4 separate regions of the Mus musculus genome follow, and all the other regions are linked to region 1. Evidence: chromatin contacts called from public HiChIP or PLAC-seq data. All regions are on one chromosome and are shown on one strand. The core of a region is the stretch at or near the end of the contact, and the rest is flanking DNA. Distances in the headings are between cores, read along the strand shown. Region 1 holds the start of Ndufv3 (NADH:ubiquinone oxidoreductase core subunit V3). Region 2 overlaps Umodl1 (uromodulin-like 1). Region 3 overlaps Hsf2bp (heat shock transcription factor 2 binding protein). Region 4 overlaps Hsf2bp (heat shock transcription factor 2 binding protein).

Region 1 (2,576 bases), core at 34-2,533:
AGTGTCCCCTGGAGACAAGAGTAGGTGAAGAAGGACAATTATTTGTGTGGTAGATCGAGCTTCTTCTCAGCCCACAGTGTCCGTAGCAATCTCATGTCACAGAAACCTTTCCCATTCTCAGATCTAGAAGATGCTCTCACATGGGCTGTCTCCAGTCTTCAGAGGCCTGCAATGCACTCTGTCTCTGGAGCCTGAACACTCCTTGGAGCTCCCGTCATGCCATTGTCCCCCTGACAGCCTGGACACAGCATTAACAGCTCTAATATTTTTTTTTCTTCTCAGTAATTCATTTCATTGTTCTGAATCCTTTCACTGACATTGAATTTTCCTTGGTGGAAAATTGGAGGTATAGACATAACCATCTATGTGAAATACTTACTGTGCACTGGGCAAACGTGTGCGAGGGGCCACCAATCAATCAGTGGGAAGAGGAATTCCAATAACACATACTGTAACACAGCTGTGCCTTAGATATGGTTCTCCAAAAAGCTTTGTGTGTTAAAGGCTTGGTCCTCAACTGGTGAAGTTGGGTGTGCATGTGTGTGAGTATATATATATATATGTGTGTGTGTGTGTGTGTGTGTGTGTGTGTGTATAATAGGGACAAATGACAGGTACTTTTCTTTCTCCTCCCCCCCCCCCACACTTAATTGTTATATATAAGTATACTGTAGCTATTTTCAGACACCAGAAGAGGGCATCAGATCTCACTATAGAGGGTTATGAGCCACTATGTGGTTGCTGGGATTTGAGCTCATGACCTCTGGAAGAGCTGTCAGTGCTCTTAATCGCTGAGCCATCTCTCTAGCCCCAAGTTTATCTATTGATTACAAACAATCTTTACAGTTACTCTGTAAAAGAGCAGGCTGTCTTTGAACTAGCCCTACTGCTGGTATGGTAGGTGGGCACCTCCATGCCCAGCTTCTGGTTTGTTTGTTCAAGACCACGCCCCTACTGGGCAAGCGCACTACCACCGAGTTGTATCTCCAAGAAACAACAAACTCACAAAGATCTCACCAAACACAGAAGTCTCTCAAGTCGAACCAGAAACGCAAAGGACATGATTCTAGCTGTGCAATTTTGGTAGGTTACAGACCAGAGTTAAGGGCGAGATCAGGGCAAGGTGGGCAGGCCCAAATCGGAGGGGCGGGACTTTCAGCGGGATCTACCCAGGGGAGGACCCCACGCTTTCCCGAACCCGGAATTGGTGGACTCAGTTAGGGGCGTGGCCTTAAGGAGCCCTCCCAGAATGCGCGCGCAAACGCTTGGGTCCACCATGGTGTGCGATTGGTGAACGTGGACGCGGGGCGGAGCCTGGGGTGGTGCGTGTGCACAAGTAGGTCACGTACCTAAGTGCGACCTCCGCTCTTGGCATTTGTGCCATGGCGGTCTCTCTCCTCCTGCGGGGAGGACGGATCCGGGCGCTGAAGGTAAAGGGCTAACGGGCGGGACATACCGGGCCCTTAGCCTGACCCTTAACTGCACCCGTGGGCCCGGTGCGGAGAGGGGTCCTAGGGCCTGTGCTCACCTGACCCGGACAGAAGGGTTTTCTCTGCAGGAGTGAAACCGAGTCACTGAGGCTGTTTTTAAAACGAAACCTGGCTTTCTCTGCAAAACTAGTATTGGGTTTTGTTTGGGTTGGGTTCGGTGGATGGAACCTAGGGCCCTGCGCTTGCTTGTCAAGAGCTGTCATTGAACTGGCCCCAAAGCAGGAAATGCTCACAGCAATATAAAATACAGGTGACAGAGGGCTCCCGTCGTCAAATGGGCACTGTTTAATTATTCCTTCAGGTATATTGCTCCCAGCGATTTTTTTCCAGCGTGTATCGGTACACATAATTTGTACACACACGGAGAATCATCAGTATAAATAGAAGTTTTCCGGTTCTTTTGCTCCACCCCCCAACCCCCTCCCTAGCATGAAGCATCCTAGGATCTAACACATACCTTAGCGGTTGCCGGCTGAATTACAATAAGATTCTTCTCAAATTGTAACACTTCTGAAGCAATTATCTACATCCTATTTACTAGTAGATAGTGTTTCTGCAACTTTACTAACTGTAGGGAGATAATTTTGCAAAAAGAAACATAGTATTTTGTAAAGTAACAAAATAGCCAGTAGAGTAAACTGGCTGCCCTGTATTAAGACCCAGGAGTCTTGGGCTGAGAGCCAACTGGGCCTTGCATCCAGGATCCAGGCCTGAGTGTTACAGCCGGCATGATGGCTGCCATCCAGAGGCCAGCACTTCCCTCCCCCCTCCCCCATGCTAACACAGGCTCCCCCCCTCCCCCCAACACAGGTCTGTCTAACTGAGGCTTTGCAGGACACGTGACAGCAAGAGCTTTTCTCAGAAGCATCTGTCTCCCATCCTCCCAACCCCTGAGCCCCAGGTTTCTGCAGAACATAGAACCAGGCTCTTCTCCAAGATATCCTGAAGCTTTGTATAACGAAGCTGGCAAAGTCTTTATTTTTAATAAAAACTTTCCAAGTGCCTATTTTGGGAAATTTCTGCAAAGATTAGGGAAATAAAGTTGTTTTCATTTACCCAGATGCTAATAGTGATTTTCCTGGAACT
Region 2 (2,576 bases), core at 21-2,520, 510 kb before region 1:
TTGATTTGAAAGATGGCCATTGGTTACATAGTTATCACCTGAGACAATAGTGTTCTCCCTAGGGAATATAAAAGCATAACAGGGTTGTAGCATTTAATTAATGTGCTTGCTTATGTTGAATGTGACTGTCACTTATACAGATCATCTGGGGGAAACGAGTCTTTCGATTTTTTGCATATTCTTGCGGGTAAGAATGACAACCGGGAGTCTGTGTGGCTAGCCACCTTTGAGCAATAAATTTTTCCTGGCACTGAAGTGGTTTGCCATGTTGCTTCCTCCCGTGTGGTTCAGTTCATGTAGCAGGCCATCCCTGGGCACTGATTCTTTGCCAGACACTCCAGGGAGATGCTGAGGTGGGGCTCCCCACCCCCCAACCCCACCTCTGTGTCATCTATCTCTTCTGACATCAGCCTGGCATCTTCCACTGACTATTATTGAGAAAAATAAAATCTCAGAAAACCCAGGTACTGAGCCCAAGACCAGGCAGCTCTCTCACACTTCGCCTCAGTCACACAGTCTCAATGACAGGCTGTGCCAGCTGTGAGGACAAACTTCAGGGTTCTGGAGACTCCAGTCCATAGATAGTCATGTCTCCTGTTGGTGGAGGAGGATGGCAGACATTTCCTCACAGAGCGCTCACCATGGCCTCTGGGGGGTGACTCTCACTTTATAGCTCAGGATCTGAACTTATCAGTTAGGCAAGTTTTATAAAGTATGTCAAGGAACCAGAATTAGAACCAAACCCATCCACTGTCAAATGGAACAACTGATCCATTGTAAAGTCTACCTCTACCTCCTGAGGAACAGGGTGGGGACGGGGGACCTCGTGGGTTTCAGAATATACCTGGGAAGTCCAGATGTTCCACAGAGTGGTCATCCTTTTCCTGCTGTGGTTCTGCCTGGGCCCCTGGAAGGCCTTACCTTGGCCCTGATCTTCCTGACACAGAATCTGTCTGGGTGTGAAATGAGACACAACAGAAATCGGATTGAGGTCCGGGTCTGATGGAGGAGGGTCTGTTTGTGCTAGAGGGTGTGGTGGAGGAAGGGCTGTTGGAGAAGGAAACCTGTTGGAGGTGGAGAGGCTGTTAAAAGAGGTCTGTGGGAGGTAGAAGGTCTAATGGGGGAAGATGTGATGGAGGAAAGGTCTGATAGAGGAGGGCCCCACAGAGATGAAGGTCTGATGAAAGTGTGCTCTGATGGGAGGTGGCTCTGACCCACTACCTGATCCAACCTGCAGCTCTCCAGTATTGCCACTAGATGGCGCGCTGAGCCAAGCCTGGATCCAGGGTAACATGAACCCTTGTGTTTTTGAAGCAAACAGGGCTCTGGCTTCTCTTCTTTGCTGGATTTGAGTCTCCTGCCCTTAAGCAAAGACGAATCTGAAGGTTTTCTGTAGGCACAGGGCCTTAGAGGTGACGCTAGGCTTTGAAAGTCAGTCGGCCCCCTGTAGTTCTCTTCATCACTCTGACTTACAGGAAGTGCAGGATGGCGTGTGTGGGGAAGGTGCAGCAGCAACATCCACTTCACAGCAACATCTGCTTTACTCAGACATTTTTGAGAAAACAGTCCCTTTCTTTCCCCCTCCCCTCTCCATTTAGGAGGAAAAGGTGGTTGGGGAAGATTGCTAGGGTTCTTTCATCTTTCTGTCAGGTGCACCAGGGGCGTCCAATCCAACCCTGGCCACAATGACTCTTCTTACTTAATCTGCAAAGTGAAATCGTGGCTGCTGCAAGCAGGAGCTTCCACCTCCAGGAGCCTTGGGCAGGCATGTGGGTATCAGGGCAGGAGCTGGGGCTGGAGCCTGAAATGGAAACTTAAGGGTTCTTTGAAAACTCTGTCGTGTTGGATGGTGTTTTTTTTTGTTGTTGTTGTTGCTGTTGTTTTTTGGGTTTTTTGTTGTTGTTTTTTGTTTTGCTGGGGCAAACACATGAAGGAATGTTTCGCTGAAGCAGACACAGAGGAAAGGATGTTCTGCTAAAGCAAGCACGTAAGAGGACACATGATGAAGGATTCTTTGCTAACGGCACACATGTATTGGTTCACCTTACATTGCAAAATTGAGCTGTATTTGTCGGGACTCCATAGAGAGAAATGCAGCAAAAAAAAAAAAAAAAAAAAAAAAAAAAAAAAAAAAAAAAAAAAAAAAAAAAACTTCTGGTGGTGTGCTGCGGTTTCTTGTTGCTTCCATGGACTCAGGCTGATTGGCAGAGTGATGTCAGCTAAGACAGACTCACGTACTGAGGCAAGACATAGGGAGGACCCGTGGAGACCCCGTGATGTTTGGAGGGAGCATCAAGAGATTCCAACAGACTATAATGGAGGCTGAGCTTGGCTGGCCTGTAGAGCTAGCTGGACAATGTCTGCTGGTCTCATGTCTTCTCTGATCTTCACTTCTCTGAGACGCTCAGCCAGAACTTTTCCTGGCATTCCTGTTGGCTCTGGTCCCTCCTGATGACTTGGGCAGAGACTGAGGTCTGGCTGTTTTGCTAGGTAGTGCTGTTGCCACTGCTAATTCGTGTTTGTTAACCCAACTCTACCAAACTGGACTGCTGGTGTATCCGTGAAGTGTATGCGAG
Region 3 (2,576 bases), core at 46-2,545, 480 kb after region 1:
GCTCCCACCTTGATGATAATGGACGAACCTCTGAACCTGTAAGCCAGCCCCAATTAAATGTTGCTTTTTTTTATAAGACTTGCGTTGGTCATGGTGTCTGTTCACAGCAGTAAAACCCTAACTAAGACACTAAGACAGAAGTCATGGAAAAGGGTAGCTGATAGCTGAGTTTAACGTGCCCCACACCTGTAGGGAAGAGACCCCTGACAGGTGACATGGAATAGGACTCCTGGAAAGACCTGTTCCCAAGTGACCACTTGGTTCTCAGCTGAATGTTCTACCCCAGGTACGGACTGGGTTGCAATCCTGGCAAAGGGAACATCCTCTCCCTGAATGGCACCTAAGTGGCAGATACTGTGTTTCAATGAGATGGGTTTCAGAACAAACTGCATGTTGGTCAGATGAAAGTAGGAGGGAGGACAGGCTCTGCAGGGCCATTTCTAGTCACAAATGGTGAACTGCAGAAACACATCTCAGAGTTTCAGATCCACCTAGTCCTTCTCCATGAAGTTACTGTTTTCTTATCCTCCTCAGTGTTAGCACCTGGGTGGAAATCAGTGGAAGTACTGACCTGGTGGAGCCTCAGGGCCTTCACAGCCAAATTCCTGGAATCTACATGTCATGAAGAGACAGCCCACCTCTGTGATTGGATCATGTCTTTCTCGTTCTCTGGAAGACATATCTTTCAGCCATATGTGGATTGCTTTAAGACCCTTCTCGTGGAAGCTCTTATTGGCTAAAGACAACAAGTCTGGAATAGTCAGAGTGAGGGCTGCTATTTTTATTATCTGTTTGCTTTGAGACAGAATCTTGTATAGCCTATGCTGCCTTGAACTCTATATAACTGAGGGTGACCTTGAACTTCTGTTCTGATTCCCCACCTCTATATCCAGAGTGTGAAGTGCAGGCATGCGCCTCTATGCCTGATTTGTATGGTGACAGGGTAGGCCTCCTATGTGCTAAAAGCAGGTCTTCTACCAACTAGGCCAAAGCCTTAGTGTGTCCAATGAGTGTGTTGCTTCTCCCTCATGCTTTTCAACTGAGTATCACCTTTAAAAGGCTAAAAAATTTCACATGTCTAATATGAAGCAAGAGTTTTGGGTTGCCTGATTCCATCAAGGGTCAAATGGAAATACTAGTGTCACATGACAGCAGGGGAAGAAAAACTCAGGAAGTAACAAACACACTCTTGGGAAGTTCCTGAAACTCAGGAGAGCCTCTCCCCAAGGTTACATCAGCACTGGCAACTGCTGGAGGATCAGCCCGCTGCCTCCAGGTTGTCCAGGGAAGTGAAGACACACAGCTCCTGTGAGTCATCACCCATGCTGGCGTCAGAACTCAGGTATGCAGCTGCCTTTGACTCATCCATGTTTCAGTAAGCAACCCAAAACATTTAGGTTCACTAAGCTAATCAGCGCCCTGTCTGGGGGAGCAGACATTTGTTCACATCTCTCCAAAAAAAGTAACATAACAAAGCCCCTCACATTACATTTTGGCAAAGACTCTAGTTGTATTGTTCCAGTCCTGAGAGCTTGAGAGAGGCTGGATTCAAAATCAATGGAATTATTTGATGGAAGGAACCTGAAGGCATAGCACTCAGGCTGTAACAAGATTTCTGCCCACCATTATCTAGGACTATAGTTAAAGTGAGTGGCAAGTGGAATAGAAGGATGTGATCTGACTCAAACTCAAGGCAAAGAGACAGCTACCTGGGACAGTTGTAGACTTTTAAAATCTCAAAACCAACCCCTAGTGACACATTTCATCAGATGAGGCCACACCTCCTAATCCTTCCCAAACAGTTCCACTAACTAGGGTCACACATTCAAGCACAAGGGGCCATTCTCATTCAAACCACCATAACAACTGAACCATAAAGAAAGTTTTACAGTTAAAAACCAGCTGGGAGAAAGCTGGACCCATCTCTAGCCCTGAGGCACAACTCTGAAAGTGAGTATCCTTTGATGGTAAAGTGATAAGAGCAAAAGCCCCAGGAGAGAAGTGAATCACAGACATGCCAAAAATCTCAGCACAGCATAGCAAAGGCCCTATTTAAGTGGACTCAGACTACTGTCAACAGCAAAGGGACTTCAGTGGAGGAGATAGAAGCTGACTGTGTACAATCCTGGAAGGCTGCTGGGAAGGGAAGTCAATCTGATGGTTCTGCAGCAGGTCCACCATCACTACCACCAACATGTGCTTACTAAGACCCACAAGAATAGAGGCCAAAGAAGGGAAGCAAAGAAGCAGCCCTCACACAATGCTTGCTGGGAAGCTGAAGGAGAGATTAATTGGTCCATGAACACTTATAGAGACCACAGAAGAAAAGAAGGCAATGAATCAACACCCAGAGCCCACACAGACACCAGCACATCACTGTGGAAACAGCTTAGCAGGAAACAGAGAAGGATACAGACAGGTGATTCACAGAGAAGACTTAATGGGATGAGCATGCAAAAAACATGCCACCTCACTGGTATTCCAAGTCAGAGGAGGGACGCAGCTGGGTGAATGGCTGGCCAACTGACTGATGACACATATACTCTCCATAGGAATAAATAACAAAATGCTGACAG
Region 4 (2,576 bases), core at 47-2,546, 460 kb after region 1:
CCGGGTCAGAAGCCGTCAGACTCGCAGCCTAGCACAAGCATTTCTAGTGAGGCAGGAAAGGGCCATAATGCAGCGCAAGCAGCCAGTCTTTGTGACCTGCTCAGGCCTCCATCTGACTGGGCAGAGCTCACTGCACCAGTCCGTCTACTAACCGCAAAGTTAATGTCATCTCCAAACATCCTCCCAAGTGTGTGAGAATGTCTAACAACTGTGTGGACATAGTGGCACAGTCAAGGTGACATACAGAGTAACAGCACCGGGCTCAGCCAGGGAGAGTCAGCTTGGCTATTCATTTTTCAAGGAGACTTTTCCTCATTCCACTCACAGGTCACAGAAATACATTTTCCTGATGATCAGAGGTAGGGGACATCTCCACTAAGTACTTTCAGGAGTTCTTTATTAGGTTAGTACTGACATTCAAACTTAGGCTGTATCCCCTGTCCTCTAAGCGTTGGGCGGCAGATTCTGAAGGTCAGGCGTGATAAAGAAGTTCCGTTAAACTGACACAGCTCTAACCCCAGCACACAGTAAACTGAGGCAGATCACGAGCTGAAAGCAAAACCAGACTGCAAAACAAGCAGCTCTCAGCTAGTCTCTGTCCTGTTTGAGCTTTATTCTTTAAGTACAATTTTAGTTCAAAGAAGCATTTTTAACAAAATTTTTCTCTCTCAGCTCTTGGTTCAAGGAAGAAAGCTGGCCAGTGCTCTGTTCCCTCCTACTCCTGGCTCCCAACTCAAGTCCTGAAAGCTGGCCACAGGACCTGCAGGGATGAGATGACGGTGGCTCAGAACAGGGAGGACAGGGCGGCTGCTATGCTAGGTATGTTTGAAAGCTCAGTCAGCAGTCCTCCAAACAGACTAGATCTTGGTGTGACCGATAAAAAGAAATCAAGAGTTGCTGGGGGAGGGGGCCTAAACAGGCTGATAAGTTGGGAAGGAAAGTTTTGATTCACTGAGACTAGGCAGACTGTGGTTAGGGCTGGTGTGGAAAAGACTGGGAGTCTGGTGTAAACATTGGATGGGAACGTCTATTCAGTGTGCCTGTGGATTCATCAAACAGAGCTGGCTCTGAGTCTAGAGCTCTGGAGGAAGTCTGAGCTGAAGACACAGGTAGTAAAGCTTGCATTCTTCAGATCACTCGAGAAGCCAAGTAGTTGTAAGATGGGTGTGAATGCCACGCGCACATCCGTAGTCTATCCAGGGAATGCAGCACCACGGCCACAGTGGGATTCTAACACTAGTCTGCATTAGCGGTTGCATAACATGTGGTCACCACCCCAATACACATTGTCCTCATCAGCTATTTGCTAGAGTTCTGTGCCAGTTCTGCGGCTGAAGAGGAATGTGAAGAATCTGGACCCAGCCTGGGAAAAAGGCAGCCATGTAGATGAACAAATGAAAGAAAATGAAGTCTAGCAAAGTTTAGAAGGAATGAGATGAGCTTACCAGAGATAGGCACAGCAACCACTGGTTCTGGTCTCGGAAGCACAGGGTTTGAAAACTCAGAAGCAACTGCTTAGGTCAAGCAAAGAAAAAGGGAAACAAGCTTCCCTTGAAGTACAAGATCCTTAGATCAGAAATAAAGACTAGAGCTGACACCTACTGTATTAGGTCTAAGAGCCTGAGGTGGACTCCCACTGTACAGATCCGAGAAGTGAATTCAACACATTAGATCGTTTTACCAGTAAGAAAGCTTCGATTGCCACCTCCATGTAGTAAGCCTAAGGCTGTGCTCTTTAAAGACATCAAGCTCCATGACAGGGGTTATGTGATAAAGCAGAAACTGATTTCTGAGAGGCAGCAAGCTCCTGGCTTCAGAGCTTTCTAACAGTACTAGAGATTTCTGAGCAAAACTGAATACATCTCACAAAGCAGATCCCCTACTGACAGAAGAGCACAGGCAGCCAGTCTTCAAATTCTTTCCTGGCCTGAGGTCAGAAGGTCGGGTCCTGAGCACAAGCATCAGTTTCCCAGGCAGCCAACACGCTCCTGTTCCCCCACTTCATGATAAAACATATTCTCAGCTTTCTAAACTTCAGGGCAGGGCTAGGGAAGCGGCTCAGGAGCAGACTTGCAGAGCATGCCTGGAACCCTAGGTGCAGCAGCAGCAGCAGGACCACTACCACCACCAAACCTTAAAACACATTAAATTCTAAAACACTAAAATCAGAGCGACATAAAACAGCGCGTACATAACTCAGTGGTTAAGCGTCTAGCGTCGAGTCTAGCATGTTCTGTTTGACTGTAGAAGGAATAACTTTAAAGTTATCGAGTGAGATAAGCTGGCAACAGACCTCAAGGTTTGGGCTGTGCTTGTTAAGTTCAAAGAACCAAGAACTGTCTTTAAGGACAAGAAATCCTGAAAAGTCAAACAGCCCAGAGCAAAGTGCTACTTTAAGATACCTTAGAGAGCTGGTGTATGGTGTTGAATGCCTTTAATCCCAGTACTCAGAAGGCAGAGGCAGGCAGATTTCTGTGAGTTTAAGGCAAGCCTAGTCTACAAAGTGAGTTCCAGGACAGCCAAGGCTATTACAAAAAGAAACTTTGTCTTGCACGCATGCGTGCGCACACAACACA

Evidence for each region. HiChIP or PLAC-seq counts read pairs in DNA pulled down with a chosen protein or histone mark.
Region 2: an H3K27ac HiChIP or PLAC-seq map of T-cell acute lymphoblastic leukemia shows a contact between it and region 1, with 4 times the contacts expected there. The contact joins the enhancer-like site here to the promoter of Ndufv3 in region 1. A contact is called at or near these places in 2 of 39 promoter capture datasets (cranial neural crest and hippocampal neurons), 1 of 15 datasets of contacts at CTCF or cohesin (embryonic stem cells), 1 of 484 Hi-C or Micro-C datasets (stem cell-derived neural progenitor cells), 11 of 115 datasets of contacts at active chromatin or transcription factors (T-cell acute lymphoblastic leukemia, bone marrow-derived macrophages, embryonic forebrain and 8 more) and 2 of 9 other capture datasets (adipose tissue and liver).
Region 3: a FOXA1 HiChIP or PLAC-seq map of pancreatic cancer cells shows a contact between it and region 1. The contact joins the enhancer-like site here to the promoter of Ndufv3 in region 1. A contact is called at or near these places in 3 of 39 promoter capture datasets (cranial neural crest, embryonic stem cells and maxillary cranial neural crest), 1 of 484 Hi-C or Micro-C datasets (embryonic stem cells), 4 of 115 datasets of contacts at active chromatin or transcription factors (embryonic stem cells, forebrain, large pre-B cells and 1 more) and 2 of 9 other capture datasets (adipose tissue and liver).
Region 4: an H3K4me3 HiChIP or PLAC-seq map of bone marrow-derived macrophages shows a contact between it and region 1, with 4 times the contacts expected there. The contact joins the enhancer-like site here to the promoter of Ndufv3 in region 1. A contact is called at or near these places in 2 of 39 promoter capture datasets (the 3T3-L1 cell line and cranial neural crest) and 2 of 115 datasets of contacts at active chromatin or transcription factors (bone marrow-derived macrophages and pancreatic cancer cells).

What each region holds. Positions count from the first base shown.
Region 1 is chr17:31,518,832-31,521,407 of GRCm38.p6, forward strand. It overlaps Ndufv3 (NADH:ubiquinone oxidoreductase core subunit V3), which reads left to right and starts at 1,284. Exons shown (of 4, transcript NM_030087.2): 1 at 1,284-1,430. The coding sequence starts at 1,383. It also overlaps a transcript of Wdr4 not described here.
Region 2 is chr17:31,010,456-31,013,031 of GRCm38.p6, forward strand. Umodl1 (uromodulin-like 1) reads left to right here. Exons shown (of 22, transcript NM_177465.4): 22 at 1-255. Among named protein-coding and RNA genes, the nearest start is that of Abcg1, 46 kb to the right of the region's middle. Within about 2 kb of position 1,271, at least 34 of the 459 cell types and tissues checked have an H3K27ac peak or open chromatin away from gene starts, as enhancers often do. A contact at or near this core is called in T-cell acute lymphoblastic leukemia and bone marrow-derived macrophages, where this site is marked.
Region 3 is chr17:32,002,151-32,004,726 of GRCm38.p6, forward strand. All of the region lies in intron 6 of Hsf2bp (heat shock transcription factor 2 binding protein), which reads right to left. Among named protein-coding and RNA genes, the nearest start is that of Hsf2bp, 31 kb to the right of the region's middle. Within about 2 kb of position 1,296, at least 21 of the 459 cell types and tissues checked have an H3K27ac peak or open chromatin away from gene starts, as enhancers often do. A contact at or near this core is called in pancreatic cancer cells, where this site is marked.
Region 4 is chr17:31,981,750-31,984,325 of GRCm38.p6, forward strand. The region is part of intron 7 of Hsf2bp (heat shock transcription factor 2 binding protein); the gene reads right to left. Among named protein-coding and RNA genes, the nearest start is that of Hsf2bp, 51 kb to the right of the region's middle. Within about 2 kb of position 1,297, at least 94 of the 459 cell types and tissues checked have an H3K27ac peak or open chromatin away from gene starts, as enhancers often do. A contact at or near this core is called in pancreatic cancer cells, where this site is marked.